Regions from separate parts of the Capsicum annuum genome. Here region 1 is linked to region 2. Evidence: chromatin contacts called from public Hi-C data. All regions are on one chromosome and are shown on one strand. The core of a region is the stretch at or near the end of the contact, and the rest is flanking DNA. Distances in the headings are between cores, read along the strand shown.

The links. A called contact is a pair of places that touch in the nucleus more often than the background predicts.
Region 1: a contact with region 2 is called in a Hi-C map of bud, with 2.5 times the contacts expected there. The contact joins the promoter of LOC107860391 here to the enhancer-like site in region 2. A contact is called at or near these places in 3 of 5 Hi-C or Micro-C datasets (bud, leaf and placenta).

The regions. Positions count from the first base shown.
Region 1 is chr2:147,988,347-147,994,192 of UCD10Xv1.1, forward strand. It overlaps LOC107860391 (probable galacturonosyltransferase 9), which reads right to left and starts at 2,172. Exons shown (of 3, transcript XM_016705731.2): 1 at 1,610-2,172; 2 at 44-1,249. The coding sequence starts at 1,750. It overlaps LOC124896103 (a long non-coding RNA gene), which reads left to right and starts at 5,154. Exons shown (of 2, transcript XR_007052550.1): 1 at 5,154-5,412.
Region 2 is chr2:147,941,134-147,946,762 of UCD10Xv1.1, forward strand. No RefSeq gene overlaps it. Among protein-coding and RNA genes, the nearest start is that of LOC124896102, 7.8 kb to the left of the region's middle. Within about 2 kb of position 2,283, at least 4 of the 5 cell types and tissues checked have an H3K27ac peak or open chromatin away from gene starts, as enhancers often do. A contact at or near this core is called in bud and leaf, where this site is marked.

The DNA.
Region 1 (5,846 bases), core at 922-3,421, 47 kb after region 2:
AATCAAGCATAAACGATAGAAGGTACAGCATAAAACAACTCACCAAATTCTGCCAGTAGTGATACTGCTCAGTGCATTTTTCACGCCTCCAAGCATCAAGATCAAAAATGTTCATCCCAAACGCCCAGGCACATGCCTTAGAGTTGAACTTTTCCCCAACAAGTGGGTGAGAGAAATTCAAGTACTGAGAATAACGATGAAAAGATCCAAAGCAGGTTTCAACTGCCCCATTGACCATCCCATCCAAATCAATTGTCCACAATGCAGTCAAATCCTTCTGAACCACAACATCATCATCCAAAAACAAAATCCGGTGAAGTGATGGATACATCTCCGGCAAATAAAATCTTAAGTGATTTAACATCGACAAGTACTTTGGATTCTTAAATTTCATGTTGTTCACGTCTTTCGTGGCATTCTCAGCATTGTTTTCAAAGTAAAAGTTCTGCAACTTTGCTGACTCAAGTTGCTTGAGCACTGGAACATAGGAAGGAGTTAAGAATGTAAAATCCTCAACAGATTTGATTTCAATGTGAGCTTGTTGAATAGGCCTCATCTTAAACCACACTTTCATTGCAGCTAGATTCATCCTATCAGTAACAACATGGAACACATGTTTCCACGGCTCCTCTGCATTCTTTATCACCGAATTCACAACCACGGATACTGCAATAACATTATCTGAAAATATGGCATAATGATACAGAGTAGGATCCTCAAATTCAGGTTCCGGGTCCTCATCCCTATATTTTTCAGGATGTGAGATTCTCTCCTCCATAAGTCGCATAGCAAGACAATGCAAACTCTTTGGAGTTGATTTAGCAGCAATCAAGCTGCCAAAAGCTCCATTCTTCTTTGCCTTCACGAACAACTCATTAACAGCAAATATTGTGTCCTTCAGCTTCTGTATTTTCAATTGATTATCATAAGACTCTTTCGAGTCAGCAATCAATAACCTAGCAAACTTGACCTTATCCTTAACCTCCTTCTCAAACTGTTTCAAGGAGTCCTCCTCCAGAGGTCCATCAGTATCAAACAAAGTCGAGCGATAATTTTGCCTCGACTGAAGTTCAGAAAAATTCTGTGCCAAATCTTCAAACATCTTAAGCTGCTTAGAAATCTCCAACTTCAGCCTCCTTGCATATGCAGCATAGGCATTCACAAGCGCTATATGATCAGTTGCTTGTTTATGTATTAAATCTAACCTAGTCTTCAATGGATCTGAACTCAGTCCCACAAATGACGTAGTCTGTTACGCATGATCAAATGTTAGTCAATTTCACTATAACCTTCACCACAGATACAAATTTTCATTCTCCATTTTCACACTTCAGTGTACCTATTCTTTCCTAAATGTAAACTGATCGACTCTCAGCAAACGTCTTATGCACTGAAGATATAAAAGCATGCCTTATCCACGGAACACGAAACATACATATAAAAAAAAAGGTAAAATGAATGACCTCATCAACACTAAAATACAGTTCTAATTACAGCAACTACTACTACTACTTTTTAAGGAAAATGATTTAATCTACACAACTCATTGCAAACAATATGCATAAGCAAATGAGGTAAAATTAGAAAGATTAAAGTAATGAAAACGTACGGAATCGTGGTGAGAGGAGAAGAGGACGGAGAGAGTAGCGAGAAAGAGTAAAGTAAACATAGCGGAGACGAAGATTCGGTATGAGAAGAAATTCCGAAGTGCCGATCCGCCGCCACGGCCTCCTCGGACTGCAACCGCCATTTTTTTTTCAGATCTCACTCCGACTGATCTAATTGATAATGTGACAAATCTGCACTGAATCTGTATAACTACATATGCAATTTGGAATGTGGATTGAGTTCAATTATTTAAGTGGAAGATTAATAGGGAATTAATGTGGATTATGATTGGGTTAGTGGAGTTGATTAAATGAGATCTGAAGCTAAGACAGTTGAAGATGGAGACTATCCCAATGTTTTTCCCCTGCGTCGGTGGTTTTTCTTTTCTATTTTTGGAATTTCAATCAACTCGGGATCTAACGCGATTGATACTCGTAGTAAAGATGAAAAAGCATATTCAATGAAATGAAAGGGAAGATTTTAAAATAATGAAAATAAAATAAACTTTTCCAGAAATAACACCTGAACTTTCTTTTCTGATGTATTCCCGTTTTAAATTATTTATTTATGTGTGTCTTTTGCAAGTCCAACACTAAAATATGTCATGAAATTAAAAAAATATTAAAATATATCATGTATATAAAATGTAATCATAATATGTTTAACTTATGTAACTTATATTTTACATAAGTTATATCAAAATGAGTTAACGACATGTGTCAAGTACATAACTTACTTTTTAAGTGAGTTATACATTTTATTTATACATAACTCACTTTATGTTTTTTGATTTATACTTATTTGATTTATTATATTTATTTTTATAATTTATATGAATTCTTATAAAACTTGCATACTATCCGAGCAATCAATCTATCCTTTTAAAGTTTTATTTTTTAAAAAACTGACATATTTATTTTTTTTAAAGCTCACTAATTATATGATTTTATAAAGCTCAATAATTATTTTTTAAAATATATTTTTATCTTATAAAATTATATATGCCTCTATTTTTATCATATACTCCCTTTATTTCAAATAAGTTGCATATACTCCCTTTATTTCAAATAAGTTGGTCCCTGTGTACTTTAGCATATTCATTAAGAAAAAAATTATTAGGGATTATCTATTTACCAAATTAGTCTTATTAATTATTCTTTAAAAATATATTCACATCATTAATAAAGTATGCACTTGTCACACATATTTTAAAAGTTATATTCAATGGACAACTCATTTTTTTACTTATTTTATATTTGAATAATTCACAGTGTGTTTTACTCCCTCCATTTCGTATTAGTTGGCTTTCTTTCTAAAAAAAATTATTTCAATTTAATTGTCCTTTTATAAAATTAAGAGAATATAATTATATTCTTCCGATACTATTTCTATCATTAATGACTAAATAAAATGTATAAACTTAAATTTATATTTTTAAAGTATAATTAATAAGACTAGTTTGGTAAATGGATAATCCCTAATAAATTTTTTCTTAATGAGTATGTTAAGTACATAGGGGTCAACTTATTTGAAATAAGGGGAGTATATGATAAAAATAGAGGCATATCTAGTTTTATAAGATAAAAATATATCTAAAAAAATAATTACTGAGTTTTATAAAATCACATAATTAGTGAGTTTAAAAAAAATAAAATATGTTAGCTTTTTAAAAAAATAAAAAATTAAAAAAGATAAATTAATTGTTTACATAATATGTAAGTTTTATAAAAATTCACATAAATTATAAAATAAATATATAAATTAAATAAGTACATAAATTAAAAAACATAACTTACTTTTTAAGCGAGATATGTAGAAATAAAATGCATAACTCACTTTTTAAAAAGTGAGTTATGTACCTTTTCAGATTTCTAACACCGTTTGACATCTGTTGTTAACTTTAAAAAAGTGAGTTTAGTATATTATGATCATATTTTATATACATAATATATTTTAATATCATTTTAATTTCATGATATATTTTGGTTCCACACTCTTTTGCCCCATCCACTTTTTCTCCATATTTTGTCCATCAGTTCATGTGCATGCAAAGTCATTCGCTAATATTAATAAGTAGGCGTTTTGTGAAATATCAAATTCTCTCTAAAAAAAAAAAAAAACTTATTTGAAAATTCCATATCAGCATTTCGCTTTCTCAGATCAGTTCACCATCTCATATGGTATAAAAATTGTATCCACGTTTATATTTCGTAGAAAGAAAAATCTCATCATTCTAAAATTTGCAAAAAGATATATGCTCGATATGAAAAAATTATAGGTACCATGTGAAAGAATTATGTTAACCAAAAATTAGTTACTATTATTATTGAATAGTAGATCTTTATAAAATTACGTATACTTGAAGTTTGTAATCACAATTTTTTATTTATAAAAATGTATGAAAACATGTAATTTATCAATTTATGAACTATAGGTTGTTTATTTGATAACACTATATGAGAATTAAATAATATTTTTCACAATTTATTTTTTTGGGGAGGGGGGGGGGGGCGATACTTTTGTCAGAAAACATACAACTTAAAAAGGTTCAAATTGCACGTCTAAATAAAACTTCAACTTTACTTCACTTCACTATAATATTGTGATTTGAAATCATAATTTCATAATGTATGGCCAACCGGCCCCTAGGCATCAACAATGTTAAATAAGAAATTTAACGTATAATTTGTATGAAATCTGTTAAATTAGCTCGTACATTGGTATTACGCGTGTCTAGAACATACAATGGAGCAATTAGGGTATAAGTCTCACCCATACATGTAATTGAGGGCGGAGCTAGCTTATGTTTAGGGGTTCAAGTATAAAAATTTATACTACTTATACATGATTAATTTTTATTTTTTTTAAGTATATTTAGTAGACGTTGAATTCCTTTCAACTAATTCGTACGTTTATTCTTTCGAATTTTGACTCCACCATTGCTAATGTGCCTTAAGAGGTTGTTTGGCTAAAAAAAAGTTATTCAAGGATTAGTTATTCCACCATATATATATATCAGATAACTTATTCTAACTTTATGATGTAAATGGTGTAATAAATAATCCCAATACTAGCTAATACCTCACACCAAACATTAGACTATTTATCCTTTATACCTCACACCAAACAAAAAGAATATTGTCAGTGTCTCACCCTGAACAAGCCCCTAGGCCAGACCCAATACTCATTGAGTTAAAATTAAGATGGTGTTTGACTATGAAAATTTTTACTTTTTTAAGGGTTAAACTCAAAAAACACATTTAATCATAAAATTTTAAAAAATTCCAAAATTCAACTTTAATTCAAAAAGTTCAAGAATTTAAACAACAATCTACCCAACAACATTTCACAAGTGAGGTCTAGAAATAAGATCATACCAGTACCTCGTGAGAGAGGTAGATAAATGGTTTTCCAAATACAATTTTTTAACAAACAAAAAAAAATTGTTTCACTACAAATTATAGCATTAACTTTGTAGTTTGTACTAAAAACAACTTCAATTTTCAAATTACTAGTATTTTTCACTTTAAAAACAATTTCTTTTCCCTTTCAAATTTCGCAATGTTTAGCCAAACACCCGCTTAATAACCCGTAAAAGATTTGAGTTTTGGTAAGCCCGGGAAAGTTCAAATCCCGCGGGGACGAGACTTCCTAATTGATACTCCAATTCTTTTGTAGAGCCGGTAAATTTCATAATCTCAAGCTGCTCTGGAATGTGCACCAAGTTTGTTATCACCAACATTTCACCGTCTTCCATATGAGTTCCATCACAGTATGAAAATCAGATTCTAATCCCAATCACAGGTAATCCCCGATTAGCTCTCCACATCTCCTGAGATTTCAAATAATGCACTGTTCCGCTAAAATTCATAAGCGTGAAAACCTCAGACGATAAATTGTTATTACGAGTTAGCTATGCTGATTTATCTTCTATCTGTAGACAGACACTGTAGCGCAACTTACAGTAATTAATTTCACTTTGTCTATTCTTCGTTGAAGGGATATAGCGAACATACTTGTAGTATCGCCTGAAAATTAGGCAATTTTGATTTTGATCCGGTGACATCAGTAGTTTGCGTTTTGTAAATTATATTGTCGTAGTGAAGTTGATTGTTTCATGAAGCTACTGAGTTCAAACCTCCTTTTTTGGATATAGATCGTGCCCACATGATTCATTTTCCGAGTTAAACAACTAATAACTTGTTTAAATTGAGTAATGTTATACCACCAACGAGGAC
Region 2 (5,629 bases), core at 1,033-3,532:
AATTCCACCCTAGTTACAAGTTTTGGTTTTGTGCCTCAAGGAGAGAGGACTTTTCTTTCAATGTTATACAACATTCATTATCATCAAAGTCTAATGAATGAAACCCTAAAATGTTCTAATTAATGAAACCCTAAAAGGTTCTATTTATAAATATTATAAAAATAATGTGAAATATCCATAATACCCCTTAAGGGTGAGGTGCCCATCAAGTGCAAGAAGTGGGCTGATTTTGGTGTGTTTAGGCCCTCTTTTACACTTCACTTGTGCACTTCCTTGGACGATTTCATTACGCACTCATTCACGTCCATCCTCGTGGTCGTACTTGTATCAATGACTCTTGTTTATGTGCTTCAGCCAACTTTGCAGGTGTGACTAGTATTTCAGCTTATAATATTTGTTATTTCTTTGCTTTCCACCTCTCTCAGATGTTTAATAATCCTTGGATACTTGATTCAGGGGCCACACACCACATAGCCCCTCACAAACACCTTTTTACCAACATTAAACCTTTGTCATCACCTTACTTAATTTCTCTTCCAAATGGTTACAAAGTGAAAATAACTTGTACTGGTTCCTTGCCTTTGTATTCTGATTTAGTTCTAAATCATGTTCTTCTAGTTTCCAGTTTTCAATATAATTTGATTTCTTTACATCAATTCCTCTTACAGTTTAATTGCACTGCTCATTTTACTGACACTTCTTATGTCTTTTAGGGCCATTTTCTGAAGAGGCCACTGAAAGTTGGAAAACTGTCCAATGGACTATATATTCTTCAGCTGAATGGTTCCAATCTCTCTGACAATCCTCACCACAATGCTGCATCTCACAGCTCACCGCCATCATCTAATAGATCTGTTACTATGTCTGGTTTTATTTCTTCTTATGATAATAACGCCGTTGTTTCTTCTATGTCTTTTCCTAGTTCTTCTATATCTTTTATTTCCAATTCAAAGTTCATGTTCCACAACATGTACCTTCTTCATCTTCTTATAAAATGTCTCCAGATTTGTATGTTAATTCAATTTCTGATTCTTTTCAAGCAAATGTTCTTCTTGTACATTATGAGTTGCAGTTTTCTAGCTCCATTACCGACAATGCTAGTCTTCCTCTTATTTGGCATCATAGATTAGAACATATGCCTTATTTCAAAATAAAAACAATTTCTTCCCTTAGATCCCTTCTTCCTACTAAGAAACCTTTCCATTGTTTCATATGCCCAATGGCAAGACAACAGAGGTTACCTTTTCTTGAACGTAAAATTCACTCCACTAAACCTTTTCAATTTGTTCATATTGATCTTTGGGGCCCTTATCCACACTCAAACTTACAATGGTTATAAGTATTTTTTGACTATTGTAGATGACTATACTAGGTGCACTTGGACTCATTTATTATCTGCCAAGTACAATACTTTTCCTATGATCAAATCCTTCTTCTTTTATATTCAAAATCAATTCAAATTAAACATTCAAATTATCCGATCAGATAATGCATTTGAACTTGGTTCTAGTTTTGAGGCTATTTAATTTTCCTCCTCTTATGGGGTTTTCCATCAAACCTCTTATCCTCACACCCCTCAACAAAATGGGGTGGTGGAGAGAAAACACAAACACTTGTTAGAAACATCTAGGGCACTACTTTTTCAGTCCAAATTACCAGTAAAGTATTGGGGAGATTGTGTACTCACTACTACTTTTTTGGTAAATAGATTTCCCCCTCTTTTATTACACAATAAAACTCCTTTTGAGCTTCTTCATGGTTCAGTTCCTTCATATTCCAACCTTAAAGTTTTTGGATGCCTTTGTTATGCATCTGTTCCCATCCCTCAAAGGGATAAATTTTAGCCTAGGTCCATCTCTTCTATTTTTCTTGGTTACTGTATTAGCAAAAAGGGTTACAAATTGTTATCTATCTCTTCTCACAAAGTGTTCTATTCAAGGGATGTTCTTTTTCATAAACCTATATTTCCCTATGCTTCTCATTCACCTGTTTCTCTCTTTCCTTCAACTCCTCCTCCTACTGTTGATGTTCCTAATTCTACACCTTCTATAACACCTTGTCCACCTAGAAGGCCTACCAGGACTTCCTCTACTCCCACTTATCTCTCAGATTATGTGTGTTCTTCTGCTTCTCAATCTAAGGTTTATTGTGCTTCTGTTGGGGCTAGTTTACCGAAACCTCAATATTATCATCAAGCAGTTAGTCATCCTGCTTGGCAGGCTGCTATATTGCAGGAATTTCATGCCCTTAAAGCAAATAATACTTGGGAGATTGTCCCTTTACCCCCTGGTAAGAGGGCAATACCCTCGAAGTGGGTATATAAGATAAAACAGCATGCTGATGGGTCTATTGAGAGGTACAAAGCCCGTTTAGTTATTCGAGGGGATAGTAAAAAAGAAGGGGTCGACTATAATAGACTTTTTCCCCGGTGGTTAAAATGTCCACCATCAAGTGTCTTTTAGCTGTAGCAGTTAAACGTCATTGGAAAGTTTATCAACTTGATGTCAACAATGCTTTTCTGCATGAAGATCTGTTGGAGGAGGTGTATATGAAAATTCGTCAAGGTTTTGATATTTCATCCCCTGATCCATCTCGTTCTCTTTTTTACAAGCTGAAAAATCACTTTATATGCCAAATTATCAGCAGTCGTACAGTTCATGAGTTTTGTTCCCAACCTTAACTACTACTCCTTTTTACTAAGGTTTCTGGTGACCTTATTACTATTGTGGCTGTTTATGTTGATGGAATATTGTTTGTTGGTAATGATTCTGTTTAGATTGATTCGCTTAAGCACATCCTCGATGATTGTTTTAAAATTAAGGACTTGGGAGAGGCATATTATTTCCTTGGATTGGAGCTTATTAAACAACATTCAGGGTTGCTGGTTACTCAAAATAAGTTTACTACTGATCTATTGGCTTATTTTAATTGTTCATATATTATTCTTGTGGCTTGTCCTTTGGAACTTTATTGCAAATTATCTGCTGATATAGACGAGCTTTGCGCTGATCCTTCTGTTTATCGTAAACTGGTTGGCAAATTGAATTTTTTACAACACACTCATCCTGATATTTCCTTTGTTGTACAACACCTCAGTTAGTTTTTTCATTGCCCTCGTGTGCCTCATTTGGAGGTTGGTCTTCATGTTTTGCAATACTTGGTTGGTTCTCCAGAAATGGGTATCTTTCTCAATGATAGTGATGATTTTTCCTTGACTGGCTATTGTGATTCTGACTGGGCTGGTTGTATTCAATTCCGGTGCTCTGTTACGGGTTTCTTTCTCTTGTTTGGTGGCTCTCTTATATCTTGGAAGTCCAAAAAGCAACCCACCATCGCTTTATCTTCAGTCGAGGCTGAATATAGAGCTGTTCGAAAGATTGTGGCGGAAGTATCCTGGCTGGTTTGATTATTTGCTGACTTTGGTGTTTCTAATTTGACACCTGTACAGGTATTTTGTGACAACCAGGCTGCTTTGCATATTGCCAGGAATCCAGTTTTCACGAACGAACTAAACATATAGAGATCGACTGTCATTTTGTGCGTGAGAAGTTGAAGGATGACTTGGTTTCTTTGCAGTATATTCCCACAGCACAACAATTGGCTGACCTGCTTACTAAGCCTTTGACGGGCATTCACCATCCCAGTCTCTTGTCCAAGCTAGGTTAGGACTCCGGCTTGCGGGGGATGTTAGGAATGGGCCTCCACCACCACCGTCTTAGTCTAGTCCTTCAATAATGGGCTTTTGTATACTCAGACCAGCCCATTCATTATTTAAGTTGGTTTGTTTCTATTTTGAATATAGAAGGATATGATTTGAAACTGGAAACGATTTTTGCCATTTTGACTCTCATACACAAAAATGAGAACACATTTCTCTTTAATTCTTCTCTCTAATGACAAGGGTTTTCATTGCTTTTAGTGGTTTGCTTCCGTGTTGATGTGAGTTTTCAGGGGAAGGGGGCAACAGAGGGCTGTAATGGTGGCCTTTTGGGGGTTGGGTGGGTTGTAATGATGGTGTTTTATTTTTATTTTTTATTTTTTTTTAGGGGGGGGGGGGGGGGGGGGGGGGGGGGACTGTAATGGTGGATTTTTTTTGCGGAGGGGAGGGTGGAGGATTTTTTTCCATGTTTAATTTTTTAAAAAATTATTTTAATATAAAAACTGTACCAACTCGCACTCACGCTTGTGACTACACACATTGCGTCCTATTCAGACACCTTAATGCCACATAGGCTTGGTCAACGGTCAGAAGAATTTAAAATATTATTGTTTACTGGGGTTTAGACGACAAAAGGTTAAATAGACGTTCACTTTACAAATGGGAACAAGTACAGAAATCCACCGAGTTATTTTGCCGTAAGTGAAAAGTACTCCATCAGTTTAAAATTGTTTATTTGACTTTTTTTGTTTAACACGGAGTTTTAAGAAAACAAAAAAGATTTATTAATTTTGTGGTCTGATTCCTGAAACTATATATATATATATATATATATATATATATATATATATATAGTTTATTGTGATAAGTATGACATGTGAAAAGTTATAATAAAAGAAATATCCAAAAAGAAAGGAAATATTCTTTTTTAAAATTAAAAGGAAGGAATTATTAAATGTGATCGAATTTTATTACTAATGATACATGAGAGGTAACAATGAGTCAATTTGAAAAAGTTACACCACAACCACTATATTAAATCTTTCGGTTATCAAAAAAATAAAAAATAAAAAATCTCTCATTAAGTGGAGGACCTAAATTAATAATTCCACATTACCCACCTAATTCCACTCACTAATTGTTTACTCTAATGACACATTTTGGGGGCTATATCTTGTCATAGTTCTTTTTCCTCTCTATATTTTAAAGATTTTTTGTTTTTTAATAGAACCATTTTTTCTTATTTGCTTTTCTTGTGCCTATTATTTTCTTTTAATTCACTTTTCCCCTATTCAATTCAATTCTTATGCCAACATCTAACTAAATTGTGACTAAATTGTGCAGCTGCTCTTTAGTGTAACAATACTAGAGGAGCATGGCCATGTCAGCACGGGTCCAATATTAAAATATTTTAAATATGTACGATAAATTAGATTGATGTTAATTTTAATAATGATTTATAAAAATATGAATACACAAAACATATTAATTACTTGATAGTATTTTGTAAGGAGTCAAATTATCTCACAAAATAATTGTGTACAATTTACTCATATAAGTAGTAAAATTTGATGCATTTAAAGTTTAGATCTTTAGTCATATAATTGAGATTTGCTACGTATAAAATATTAGAATAAAATTGATACATAAGACTTGAAACCTATTGAATAAAATAGAGATTAATTGTTAAAAAAAAAATAAGTGTTATCTAGTCATTGCATGTTACAGCACATGTGGGTCGCAATTAGAAACTCAAAATTCCATTGCATTTCCCCAATAAGTCGACATAAACATCCTTTGCTTTCATTTCTCGTTCTCTTTGTTCTGTCAACTTTTTATTTGAAGTTACATTAAACTAATATTTTAAATTTGCTAAGTTGCTATCTGTCATATTAATTTAAGTTCTTTGACTTTGATAACACGATAAAACAAACTCCTGTAAATGTTTTATCAAACTTTACTTTTGTATAT